3 separate regions of the Mus musculus genome follow, and regions 1 and 2 are each linked to region 3. Evidence: chromatin contacts called from public promoter capture Hi-C data. All regions are on one chromosome and are shown on one strand. The core of a region is the stretch at or near the end of the contact, and the rest is flanking DNA. Distances in the headings are between cores, read along the strand shown. Region 1 holds the start of Leng9 (leukocyte receptor cluster (LRC) member 9). Region 2 holds the start of Ccdc106 (coiled-coil domain containing 106). Region 3 holds the start of Nop53 (NOP53 ribosome biogenesis factor).

Region 1 (4,426 bases), core at 294-2,793, about 12 Mb before region 3:
CTCAGGCTTAGGGAGGCAGACCTGGGTTCCATGTGGTACCTTAGCCAGGGTGAGGTGCGGTTGTAGTTCTGGCAGCAGCACCACTCTAAGCCCTTCGGCCTCTAGCCTCTGATTCAGTGTTTGGGCCATACCTGTCAGTGTGGGGGAGGGTGTGGCACAGAGCACATGATGGCCCAGAAGAACCAAGTCCCTGAACTGTAGCTGGGAGGGTGCCTGAAGCCCTGGTTTCAAGATGGCTCTCCGAAGAGCTCTAGCTGCTGCAGCCTCCTCCCCAGGGCCTGTCAGCCTTAGCAAGACCACTGTCAAGTGCAGGGCCTGTGCTGGTACCAGGAACTCAGCACAAGAAGGGGCAATCCGGACCAGATGCTCTTGGGCCTTGACCACCTCAGCCCTAAGCCCAGACTCTGTCACCATCAGTGCCACAAAATGTGTGGGCCGGGGCTGGCGAGGGGCCCTTCTGTCGTCAGGCCAAACACCTGGATCCCACACATTTCCCATCTCTTCAGCAGAAAGCCCTTTCGTTTCCATGCCCTGCGCCTGCCACTGTGGAAGCAATGTAGCTCTGGGCTCCTCTACTGAGCTGATCTTCACTCCTGAGAAGTTCATGCTTGGGTCTGGCATTTCTAACTCAGTGGTCCCATTCAGCCCGGTCTCTTTGGTTGGCCCATCCACTTCAGGTGTCTCCAGGCTGGAATCAAGCCCAGTTCTGGTCTCTTTGATTGCCCCACCCTCTTCGTGTGTCTCCAGGCCCGAATCAAGACCTGTTCCGGTCGGGTTTCCACCCGCCTCTGCAAGGGCATCCTGGGTATCCAGACCCTCTAAACCCACCCCTGTTTTCTCTGTGTCGGGAATTTCTGCCGTGACCTCTGTCCAATGCTCGTCCCCGCCGTCCAGCGCATCAAGGATAGTGGGTCCCCGACCAGCCACAGAGCCCGATCCAAAAATGAGGTCAGTACGGGAGGCACGGTCCCATACCAGGCGGCCGCGGAAGCGGAAGTAGCGTATGCGGTGCTGCGGCACTGCCAACACGCCAGGTCCGAGCGCTGCCAGCGGCTCGTCCCAGCAGAAGGCGCAGAATGGCTCTTCCTGCACTCCCAGGAAGCGGTCGGTGTAGCCCACCGAAAAGTCAGCAGGGTCCAGGCGCGGGTCCCAGCGGATGCGTCGGATGACGTCAGCAGCAGTACGCAGAGCCGGCTTCTTGGACCCAGCCTCCGGTTGCGTAACCACCGGGGACGGCGCCGGGGCCCCGGGATGTGGCTGACGGCAGCGCGCACCGAAGCGACAGCGGCCCTCTAGGAAGAAGCGGCAGACCGCGGGGGCCTCAGAGGAATCGGCCGAGGCCTCCATGGGCCTTCACGCACTAAGCGGTCTCTGTCTGCAGCGTTGATCTCCAACTGTGACGCCAGGAACCCCTCCCGCCTCAGGTGGAAGGAGGCCAAAGGACCAGGCAGGGCGTCAGAATGTAACACGGGCTCTGGAGCTCTAATTTCAAGTCCAGTTTATTTACGCGTACCGGGTTTGTAAGCCACTGGGAACCCCCTCTTGCCCCGCCTGAAATGATTTACATATGTCCAGCCCCTCAGGGAGTCTTAAAGAGCCTGGCCCCGCCCAACCAGCCAATTTATGTGTGCGTCAAGCTTCTCTCTGGACATCCAGGGAGTCACGTCTTATTCCATACAACTTCTCCCTTTGGGGACTTTAGCGAGACAGTTTAGCAAATACTTGACAAGTGCCCCACCGCTGTCAGGGCCCCAAGAAAGGCTTCTCCGCATCCGATTTACATATACTCCGCAGCCTGGGTGGGGGTAGGGCTTAGACAACCCCTCCGGCCGCCTCCAGATACTTTGCATCTGCTCAGCCTCTCGAGACCTCTAGGGAGCCTGGCAGGGCAGCAACTGATTTACCTGAACACCGCAGCTTCGTTGGGAGGAGAGGAGTGGGACTCAGCGGTCTTGGCCCCGCCCCCAACCGTCTTTAAAGTTTGTAGCCAGCTCCCATGCAATTGATTATCTTACATGCCACACCTCATAACGAATAAAGTGACTCCTGGTTCTGCCTCTGTCAAGTTATTTATAAATGTCTTTCCTGGGAGCCTCACCCCTTTACCTTGGCCTCACTCCACCTGATTGTTTTACACATGCTCCGCCCCTCATTGGTCTTATCCTGGACTCAACCATGGTGAAATGGTTTCTCCTGTGCCTCCTTGTAGAGGTCGGGTTTTACTCCTGTCACCAGCCTAACGTTTGAAATATACGACCCACCCTTTTGGAAACTATAAAAACCCTTACTCTACCTCTGGTTCGGTTAATTTAAATTGGTCTTATCCCTCTAGGGACCTAAGATAGCCCCGTCCCAAAACAAACCCAGAGACTAATTCTAATTGTTCCTCCCCTCTGAAAACCTTTGAGAATTTTGCTTCACCCCCCTCCCGATATAGGTTCGGGCAGTCCTGCACCTCTAGATGTTAAAATATCTGGACGTCTCAGGCTGAACTTTGTGCCCAGATTTGTAACGCAACAGCCTCCCGCAGGGCGACACACAGTTGGTGGGACCTGAAGCCCTTCCCACGGGAACCACACCCTCGTGGCTCCAAAGGCTCGCCAACCGCTTCCCTTTGCAGGGAAGCGCCGCCCAGTCAGAGTGCACCTGGAGGGAAGTGGATGGCCAGGCGACTGTGACTCTTTATGCCAGATAGCAGCTGTCACGGGTGTTGGACTTTATCCAGGTGGTAGTGAGGATCGGTCAAGGTTTGAGGGATGAATAGGACTGTGGTAGAGACTCCGCCTTTGGGGAGGGGCATTACATGAATACGTATTCAAACTCTTAAAGGAGCATCACTGACAACTTGACTTCTAGTTGGTGGCACCCCAACTAGAAGTGGCACCACCCTACTGCTTCTGTACCCTTTCCCGCGTAAAGTGAATAGACAGTCCATGGCACAAACCTCAGCCATTTATGTGTACAAAAGTGGAGTGCTGGGAGGGAGGGGTTGAGGGAATTATGACACTACAGACCGATGACGTCGTCCAGCTGGAGGTCAGCATTTGAGCAGCAGCGGGTCTTGGGGTGCTGCACTCTAGGGTGGGCATCCCCATCGGGCTTGGTGGCTGTTGTCTCGCTGCGCTCCGCGTCCATGACGCCTAACACCGCGTCCAGCATAGAGGGGCCCAGGTCCAGGTGGAAAGACAGCAGCGGGTCCGCAGGTGAAGGCACAGCCACAGGGGGCTGTGGGGCTGCAGGTGGAGCGACAGAATGTGGGGCCACAACCGGTGGGGCTCCAGGCTCGGGAGGCGGACCGCCCCCGTGGCGACTCAGGAATGAGGTGTCCCCGAAGGCGTCGCCACCGCGTCCCACGTGCAATGTGTGCCTGAAGTCTCCGAGGGGTGCTGAGATCGAGAGTGCTCCGCGATCCAGCCGCTTCTTGGGTTGTGCAGGGCCCAGCTGCTTCATTACCGGCATCTGTGGGGACATAGGCATATCAGAGCTGCCTCATCCGGGAGCCCCAACTCTGTATCCCTATCCTACATAGTCAGCCACAGAATGCTCTCATAAAACAGGGCTATGGAAGAACTATTATTCCCAGTTAACAAATGAGGAAGCAGACTGGGAGGTTCTCAAGGTCCCTCCTGCTGAACTCAGTGACATACTTAGTTTAACACGCCCATAACTGTACCTGATCTTTGCTACTTTGTGGTTGTTTTTTCACTCTTTATCACCCTCTCCCAATCCACTTCATCCCCTAACACTAATTTCTTTATTTTTTAATTAGATATTTTCTTTATTTGCAATTCAATTTTTATCCCCTTTCCTCATTTCCCCACCAAAAAATTCCCTATCCCATTCCCCCTCCTCCTGCTCACTAACCCACCCAACTCCTGCTTCCCTACACTGGGGCATGCATGCAGCCTTCACAAGGCCAAGGGCCTCTCCTCTCACTGATGACAGACAAGGCCATCCTCTGCTCATATACAGCTGAAGCCTTGAGTCCCTCCTTGTGTACTATTTGGTTGGTGGTTTAGTCCCTGGGAGCTCTGGGGGTACTGGTTAGTTCATATTTTTATTCTTCCTATGGGGCTGCAAATCCCTTCAGCTCCTTGGGTCCTTTCTCTAGCTCCTCCATTGGGGACCCTGTGCTCAGTCCACTGGATGGCTGTGAGCATCCTCTTCTGAATTTGTCAGGCAAATGTTTCTTCTCCTTCTCCTCCTCCTCCTCCTCCTCCTCCTCCTCCTCCTCCTCCTCCTCCTCCTCCTCCTCCTCCTCCTTCTTCTTTTGGTTTTTGGAGACAGGGTTTCTCTGTGTAGCCCTGGCTGTCCTGGAACTTGCTCTATAGGGCAGGCTGGCCTCGAACTCAAAAATCTGCCTGCCTCTGCCTCCCAAGTGCTGGGATTAAAGGCATGGGCCACCACTGCCCCACTCTTCTTTTTT
Region 2 (4,270 bases), core at 250-2,749, about 11 Mb before region 3:
TCCTGATAGGAGGAAGGGAGGACCATGCTGTTTGGGGAAACTCTTGCCTGGGAAGTTTTAGTGGGTAGTCAGAGGTCTCTATTTTGACACTGGAAGTAGGGACCTTATATTGAACACTCAATGCACACCACACCCCATTCTCAATCCTTACTTACATTTTGGGAGACATTTTAGTTTATGCTATCTGGAACAAAGACCTTGACTGGGTAATGGGAAAGTCTGCCGTTTTCCTCTGGGAGTTAGGCCTACTTCAGTTTCCCCAAACCTGCCATTTATTTATTTATTTATTTAGATAAGGTTGTAATGTAGTTCAGGGTGACATTGGATTTATGATCTTGCCTCCACTTCCAGAATACTGAAACTCTGGGCTTTGTGCATGCTAGGCACCTTACACACTGCGCAACATTCCTAGCATCTTTGGGAAAAAGGTTCTGAACACTACCCCTTCCCCACCCAAACTACAATCCACATTAATATACTTAAAAAAATAGCATCTTAGAGCATAAGCACAGCTTTATACAGTTCACCTGGCTTTATACAATTCTCTGTGGTTTGAAATACTGATCTAGGGCAGGTGGTTCCCCCTGGACTTGCTGACCCAGGATGCAGTTTATTTGTAAAAATGAACTGCTTAGTCTTGGTTGACACATTCAGTCTTCCTCTGCAAGGATGGTTTAAGTCATGCCTCTTAGGGCTTCAGAACCCCAAAGAGGATGCTGCTTGTGAACCGGAGAGGCAGTGTAGGTCTAATAAACATGTCTTCGCTGCTCCTTTCCTCTGATTGTGTGTGTGTATGTGCCCTATGCAGATAGCCTCTTTACACGACTTCTTTTGGGGCGGAAGGGAGAGGGGGAGTGTCTTAAAGGCTGTGCATCTACACCGACTGACTTCAAATAATATCAACAGCGCTTGGATCTTAAGCTCCAAGAGTGGTCCGGTTCTGGGCTGAGCCTTTGGTATGTCACACAACTACATCCTCTCAAAGGCTTTTAAGAGTAACTTCCCACTGAACAGGTGAGTAAACTGAGGCCATGGAGGAATGAGGAGCAAGGACTGGAGTGTAGCTGTTCCACAGGTGGCTCCAGTGTGGGCTATTCCTGACCCACACTTTGCGGAGAAGTAACCACCACACAACCCATTCTCACATCCTGGTCCTCTTATTCCTTTAATCCTTTTCGTGGATGGGGGTGGGTGGAGGTTATGGTAGGTTGGAGCGGCTAAGACTAAAGGTATGCATGTATTAATCAGCTACTTAGGGATCATTAAAGGAGACTCAAATTTCACTTCAATTTTCCTTACTGCCTCATACCTTCTGACTTTTCTCGGCCCACTGGTCACATAGCCACTCACCCGGAGGACCCCCGGAACCGCATCAGCTGTGCAGGATGAGAATTTCATGAGGATCCCTGCCTAGGCTTTGGGAAAGGAGGGGGGGGGGGTTGTGTGTGGGGTGGGGGTTGGAGGGGTGTTGCAAGGGGCTATCGCGCAAGTGCGGTCCCGACCTCCGCGCAAACGGCGGGCCTCACCTGGGCTCCAGGAAGAGGCGCCCCAGGCTCGGCAGGCCTGATTCGGTTAGTGCCCACGTCTCCGCGCTCCGCCATCCAGTTCTCCCCCTCCTCTGCCGCTACGCCCGCTTACTGGTGGGTGGGCGCTTCTCTCCGCGACACTTTGCAGACGCTCCCCTGCGCTGGGCATGGGCGCCGCCACTGCCGTCGGTCCCGGGGCTGGAGTCCGTGCGCGGGTGGGTGAGAGCGGGGCCTCGGCCCCTTGTACCCTGAGCACCCAAAGGCGGGGAACGGTGCCCACGGTCGACACCCCCATGCCGGTTGCCCATTCTGGGACCCTTCGCCACGGTCGCCCCCTCCCACTTGTGGGACAAAGGGTGGGGGCGCATCCCCACGCGTGACCTCCCACGCACTGCGCACGCGCCCAGCTCCCACTTCGGGGAGGGGCTTTACTCGCCCACGCGAGTGCGGGAGGAATGGGCGGCTGGGACAGGGGAACGCTTGCAGGATGGACCCCCTACCCCAAGAATGGAAGTTAGGGGTGGTTGTTTCTCCATTTATGGCATTGGGTTCGGAGATGGGCCATGATGAAGGGCTTTCTCATTCAGGCCAGGTCTCCCTGTGGTGTTGACCCCACGAGGAACCAAAGAATTTAAGGGCCGAGCCCCTTCACAACCAAGATTCCTCTCGCTGAGCCCCCTCGCTCTGGGTACATACTTTGGAAGCCTCTGACTCTGTCCAGAAGTATGGGTCCTTTCCTCCCTCAGACTGGTGATCCTTCCTTACTCCGGAGGGACAGGTATTCCACCTCTCCAGGGACTGCCGACTTTTGGTGACCTGCTTCTGTCCAGTGCCCCCAAGGGCTCAGTTGCTGGGTCTGCAGGAAGCCTCCTCGATATGAATGACAGAAACAACCGTTGGCGGACAAGTGAGGCACCTGGGGACCCTTTCTTTTCCCATCCTTGGTCTGACATTCTGGTTCCCTCTGTCCATGGGACAGCAATGGTTGGGGGTGGTCTATAAGGTTCAGGCCACTTCTGGGGTGACCTCTGCTGACCTCTCTGCAGTGAAGGACGAAGAGACCTTTGAGATCTCCATTCCCTTTGAAGAGGCACCCCACTTAGACTCACAAATCTTATACCGTCTGAGTCCGTCTCGGAGAAATGTTGAGGGTGAGCTGAGAAAGGGCATTGGAGGGACTGGAGTCAGGTGGGGTACTGCCTCACCCTGGGGCATGACCTCCGTCCCTGCTGTTCTTAGAGCCTCCAGAGGGCGCCTCCCCAACCCTGGCCCTGATGAGCAGTGTTAAGGCCCAGCTGCACATGGCACTGGAGAGGAACTCGTGGTTGCAGAAGCGCATTGAGGACCTGGAGGAGGAGAGGGACTTCTTGCGGTGTCAGCTGGACAAATTCATTTCCTCTGCCCGGATGGATGCAGGTGGGGGCACACAGTCCCCCAGGACCCGCAGAATTCAACACCCAATGTTGGTTGGACCTGATGGGGACTTGGCATCTTATCCTTCCACTAAGGCCCATGCCTATTTTAGGGCCTTCCCCAGCCATTTCCTTCTTGATTTCAAAGACTTCTCTCATTTCCTATCTTGTGATGAGACTGCCCTGTAACTCATCAGCCTCAAGCACTTGGCATAACTGTCTCCCAGAGTCTATATTTCCAGCCCAGGTTCCTCATCTTAGGGGAAATGTCCCTTTGTCAGTAGACCCATTGCAGTCTACTGGATTCCTCAGAGGGGCCCTGCCAGCACCCCAGGATTTCTGAATGATGCAGTCATCATCCATTAGAGGTACCCTGAAATACCAATCAGGGTTCTGTCTTCCCTCTACCCTGCTCTACATTATCATGCCTCATGTTTCTTATTCTTCAAAGGCTGTGGGGGTCCCAGTACCTCTGTCTCCTAAGCTTCACCTTAGGGTCCTGAGCGGATCCCACTCCCTTGTCTTGCTCTAATCTACAACTAGTAACAGCATGGTGGTGTCACCTCTTCTGACAGGCAGGGCCCTATCTCATTAACCTGTGTTGACTGCCATTCCCAGCACATTCCCCACTCAAGGCTGCCCTTTCCCAGAGCTTTAGCCCTGGTTTCTTGGAGTACTTAGCCTTTATTCAGGCCATAACCCTAACCTCTGTATCCAGCTGAGCTGCTGGCAGGCTTTCTCATTGCTAACCATGGCAAAAGCTCTAGTAAAGGGACCTAGCACTGGGATGGGGACATGCATACCCTCTCTTCCTATACTGAGAGCTCTATCCAGGGTGACTCCTATCTTTCCCTGGTATGACTGGGCAGAGTCTTGGTTTCAGTTCTCAGGAGTTCATCCTTCAGAAGATGCTGAGTCTGAGTTGGCTCCCTATCTAGGGGAAGGTAGTTAGCATTTCCCAGTACCCAAACTGAACCCTGACTTCTGTAGGAGTCTGATATCCAATCCTCCTACCCAGAGGCACTGTCTGCCTCTCGGATTTTGACTCTTCACTCTGGAGCTCCCCAGGATACATTTCCCCCACAGAAACTCTGCATAGTCACAGATTCTCATGAATTCCCTGGACCTGTTTCAGTCAAGTTCAGAGCCTAGAAAAATGCTCACACTATTCCCCGAATCCCAGCTGGCTCTATGGCATTCAGTGTAGCTAATGTCTCTACTTGGGGACTTCACCCTGCCCTCATTCCGAGGACTTGGCCTCCATGTCCATCTTTCCCCCCTCAGGGCAATTATAGGACATTGTGTCACAGTTCACTTTTGTCTCTCTTTAGA
Region 3 (4,412 bases), core at 820-3,319:
GCCTGGGCCACACCGTGACCTTTTAGGTAGCCTACGTACAGAAGAAGACCTTGTCTCAAAACAAAAACAAAGCATAGCTATTACTGAATCAAAAATGAACATAACTCAGAATGATAAACGCCATGTTTCCCCTTGCACACAGAACCTAGATTTAAAACTCCATGACCTGGCCTGAGTGGGGCAGATGGAACCCATTACCTTAGATGTTAACGTCCCCGGGTCCCCACACAGCTTCCCTGGGTTCTCCCGACCTTGTCAAGAAGGTTTTCATGAACAGGACCCCTTGACTCACATCGTGCATACTAAAGTGCCTGGCTGCTGGCAAAGCTGCCAGCTTGTTCTGCAAAGCCACTGGCTGTCCTGCTGGACCAGGCACTGGCTTGTTTTCAGTACCTGCTGAACCAGGCTTCCCATTTTAAGTGTTTTTCTGCCTCCTTGGTGAAAACCCCACTCAGCAAAGCAATCCCTAACTTGCCCTTATTTTCATGTCCCAGCAGGTCCCAGCCCAAGTTCTGCTGGAGTAAAGCCATCTTGCCAAGACATGTTTCCTTCCTCCTGGCTAAAAGAGATCCTCTTGTTCTCTCTGTTTTGAGACAAGGTCTCATTGTGTAGGCCTGGCTGTCCTGGAGCTCACTATGTAGACCAGGCTGGCCTGCAACTCAGAGAAATTAACGTTGTGGGTTATCATGCTTGCTATCATATTCTTTGGGGAAGGGGGACAAAAAAAAAAAAAGCTGAATGATACAGCTCAATAAAACCAAACAAAAATGAACAACAGGTCACCTTTCTTAATCATCTCAAGCTTGTTTCAAAGCCATTCAAAGTAATTCTTTATACTAAAGACTGCCCCTTCTAGTCTCCAGTGGTAAAGCATACCTTTATTTCCAGCACTCAGGAGGCAGAGGCAAGCAGATCTAAGTTTGAGGCCAATATGGTATACATGGTAAGACTGTGGTGATGAACCACACCCAGCACTGACTCGGGGAGGCAGGGACAGGTGGATTTCTGAGTTCAAGGCCAGCCTGGTCTACAGAGTGAGTTCCAGGACAGCCAGGGATACACAGAGAAACCCTGTCTCGATCCCCCCTCCCCTCCAAACTTGTGATCAAGACTGTTTCCAAAATGAGAGAGAGAGAAAGAGAGAGAGAGTGTGTGTGTGTGCTTTGCTTTAAATTATGTCATCAATGCAGATCTCACGGGTGCAAGACTCAGAGAACCACCAGCACACAACTTCATAAGAGCACTCCTCACCTTTTCTCTTGAATCCTGTGTCCACGAAGAAGAGCTTTTCGTTTGGGGCCTCTGCCAACAAGCCACTGAAGGATAAAAATGCAGACTATTTGCCAAAGTAATGCTGGAAAGATAACAGACCCTTAGGGGTCTAACTTTTTGGGCCCATCCCAACTCTTCCTCAAACCATGGGCTACACCTGGAGCTTTCACACAGAATTTAAAATGTACCACGATGGGGTGAACGTACTTTATTCTCTTTCACTTGAAATTCAAACTCTGTAGCAAAAGGTTTTAATGCCAGCACTCCGGCGGCAGAGGAAACTTGAGTTCGGAGCCAGGCTTGTCTACATACCGAGTGCCAGGTCGTCCTACATAGTGAGGCCCTGTTTCAAATTTTAAAAAAAACTAGGGGAAAACTTAAACTTTGTTGGGATTTTCGCACGCTTATTTGTTAAAGATACTATTGATAGGTCTCCCACACCGAGCCGGGATGCCCGGTCCGTCTAGCACCAGGTCGCAAAGCGCACGGCCACGCCACCGGAAGTCCCGCCCCACGTACCCGGTCGTGCGCTCCTGTAGCCGGACGTCTTCCAGGAACTGGTCGACCTCTAACCCCAGCGGCTCCTCGGCGAGCCTCCTCCAGCCGCGCTTCTTGTTTCTGGGGCCCCGCCGCCGCCGCCTCAGAGCGGGATCCACCGAGGTCGGCCGCAGCCCCAGGAAGCCAGAGTCCGCCTGGCTTCTCGAGCCGCGCTTCTCACCGTCCCTGTTACCACCCGCAGCCATCTTCTTAAAGGAAGAGCTTAGTCGCTCTAACTCCGATATCCGGTTTGGAACGTGCGCGTCTCGAGTGACGTAATATGACGCACTTCCTGTTTGCGACCATCTTGATAAAGCGTAGTTTTTACATAGAGAGTTTTACGTCTTGGCAAAAGGATAAATCATCACGTTCAGTCTCTTCTTATTTTAAAAATGTTCGAGCCGGGCGTGGTGACGCACGCCTTTAATCCCAGCACTCGGGAGGCAGAGGCAGGTGGATTTCTGAGTTCGAGGCCAGCCTGGTCTACAGACTGAGTTCCAGGACAGCCAGGGCTACACAGAGAAACCCTGTCTTGAAAAAACAAAACAACAACAACAAAAGGCAGGGTTTCTTTGTGTAGCCTAGCTGTCTGTTAACTCACTCTGTAGACCAGGCTGACCTCGAATTCAGAGATTCGACCTGCAATTTCGGGTTGGTAGGGAGTAGGCTATGTGGATTCTTGGTTCTCACTCTGAGTAATTTACCTTACCCGGTATCATAAAATTTTACTCAAACCATTTTGTTAGTTATACAAGTTTTTTGTTTGCTTGCTTGCTTGCTTGCTTTCTTGGTTTGGTTTTTCGGGAGAGGGTTTCTCTGTATAACCCTGGCTGTCCTGGAACTCACTCTGTAGACCAGTTTCATACGTGCCTTGCCATTTTTGCTTCCCTTTGCCTTCTCACTCCTACTGAACTACCCTTCTTTCCCCCAAATGCCCTCCTCCCTTGTGTCTTTGTAGTTTTGTGACGTACTGGATTTACTAGGATTTTTTGTACCAGCAATGAGTGAAGAGTTAGTTACTAGATCAGAGGCAACTGACCAGTGTGTATGCCATTGAAGGACACCCCTCCTTCCCAAATAGTAACTGCCAAGGGACGGAGTCCAGTCAAATTTTCTTTAACTCTTTTTATTAAAGAAGATGCTGGGTGTGGGGCTGCCAAGATACCTCAGTAGAGAAAGGCTGTTGCTGCCAAGCCTCAGATTAATCCTCATAACCCATATGTTGGAAAAAGCCAATACCTGCAAGCTGTTTGTTCTTGACCTTCACAAGGTATGCTGTGGTGGCATATATGCTTACACGCCGTTATGAAATATAATGTGGCAAGGGAGTATTTTTGGAGGGCCTGGCCAAGGTGTACCCCTGAGAAGTTACACCATAAAACAGACCTAGTGTAAAGGTTTATTGGGGGGAACGCAAGAGTACTGTGGGACTTGGTGAAGGGACAGAGGCAGACAAGTGGACAGATAGACAGGCAGACAGATGGGGGGCAGAATCATGAGGGCAGAGAGAGGGGACAGAGAAGGAGAGGGAACATTGGTGGTGGAGATCAGAGAGAGAGAGCTGGGGTGGCAGGTGGGTCCTTACATCTACTGGTACATCTGGCTGCCGTAGGTCATGATGTAAGCACTGGCTGGGTCCCTGAAAGCAGGCCAATGGAATTGCCTGTATAAAACACACACACACACACACACACACACACTCTAAAAGAAAAAAAAATAGCTGGGTAGTGCTGTTCATTTTTAACCTTACCTACCTACTCAAGAGGCACTGAGGCAGGAGGATGGCAAGTTCATAGGCCACCCTGGACAGCAGAATGAGTTTAGGGTAGAGAGACTGTCTCAAAATGAAAAACAAGGGTTGGGGAATGGCTCAGTGGGTAAGAGAGCTTTCTGGGCAAACAATAAAGACCTGAATTTAAGTTCCCAAAACTTAACAAAAAAAAGGCTGAGTAATTGGCCTGGAGAGATTATTCAGCGGTTAAACTTATCATTAAAAGCTGAGTATGTGGCCTGAAGAGATGTTAAAAGCACTGGCTGCTCTTCCAGAGGACCCTGTTTCAATCTCCAGACCCCATCACATCTGTGATCCACAGACCTGTGCATGCATGAACTCAGTTTTAAAGGTCCAAATCTAGAATATTGGTGCCTAGCATCCAAGTGCCAGCCAACTATCACTGCCTCCACACCCATCCCCCATCCCCAGGCCCCTGGAAAGTGGTAGTCATCCAAAGAGATCTACAAAGGGTTTTGTTTTCAGGTCATGCAAAAGGTGGGAAACTGAGCCCCGTGTAAGCAGGGCAAGTACTGTTAACTACAGCCCTAGCCACACCACACCTTTATCTTTCGATACAGGGTTTCTCGGTGTAGCCCTAGCTGTCCTGGAACTCACTCTGTAGACCAGGCTGCCCTCCAGTTCACAGATCCACCACCTGCCTCTGCCTCTGTTCTGGGATTAATGACTTGAGCACACACTGCTCCCCACCCCCGCCCCAGGCTCAGATTGGCATGCTGGAATTAAAATGGACTCCTAAAGGGGGAGGGGGTGGGGAGGCACGGGGAGGGAACATGTCTCCCCGGGGTCAAAGTAGAACTCAGCTCATCCC

The links. Promoter capture Hi-C pulls out the DNA fragments that hold promoters and counts their contacts.
Region 1: a promoter capture Hi-C map of second pharyngeal arch cranial neural crest shows a contact between it and region 3. The contact joins the promoter of Leng9 here to the promoter of Nop53 in region 3. A contact is called at or near these places in 4 of 39 promoter capture datasets (cranial neural crest, frontonasal cranial neural crest, hippocampal neurons and 1 more).
Region 2: a promoter capture Hi-C map of cranial neural crest shows a contact between it and region 3. The contact joins the promoter of Ccdc106 here to the promoter of Nop53 in region 3. A contact is called at or near these places in 3 of 39 promoter capture datasets (cranial neural crest, hippocampal neurons and maxillary cranial neural crest).

What each region holds. Positions count from the first base shown.
Region 1 is chr7:4,148,329-4,152,754 of GRCm38.p6, forward strand. Leng9 (leukocyte receptor cluster (LRC) member 9) reads right to left here and starts at 1,544. Exons shown (of 1, transcript NM_175529.3): 1 at 1-1,544. The coding sequence starts at 1,347. It overlaps Cdc42ep5 (CDC42 effector protein (Rho GTPase binding) 5), which reads right to left. Exons shown (of 3, transcript NM_021454.4): 3 at 2,932-3,459. The coding sequence starts at 3,459. The coding sequence ends at 3,007.
Region 2 is chr7:5,055,227-5,059,496 of GRCm38.p6, forward strand. It overlaps Ccdc106 (coiled-coil domain containing 106), which reads left to right and starts at 1,500. Exons shown (of 5, transcript NM_146178.2): 1 at 1,500-2,433; 2 at 2,573-2,677; 3 at 2,766-2,942; 4 at 4,270. The coding sequence starts at 2,403. It overlaps Gm15510 (predicted gene 15510), which reads right to left and starts at 1,890. Exons shown (of 4, transcript NR_166619.1): 1 at 1,527-1,890.
Region 3 is chr7:15,944,039-15,948,450 of GRCm38.p6, forward strand. Nop53 (NOP53 ribosome biogenesis factor) reads right to left here and starts at 2,070. Exons shown (of 13, transcript NM_133831.3): 1 at 1,792-2,070; 2 at 1,252-1,316. The coding sequence starts at 2,015. It overlaps Gm24576 (a long non-coding RNA gene), which reads left to right and starts at 2,055. Exons shown (of 2, transcript XR_391165.4): 1 at 2,055-2,262; 2 at 2,423-3,752. It also overlaps a transcript of Ehd2 not described here.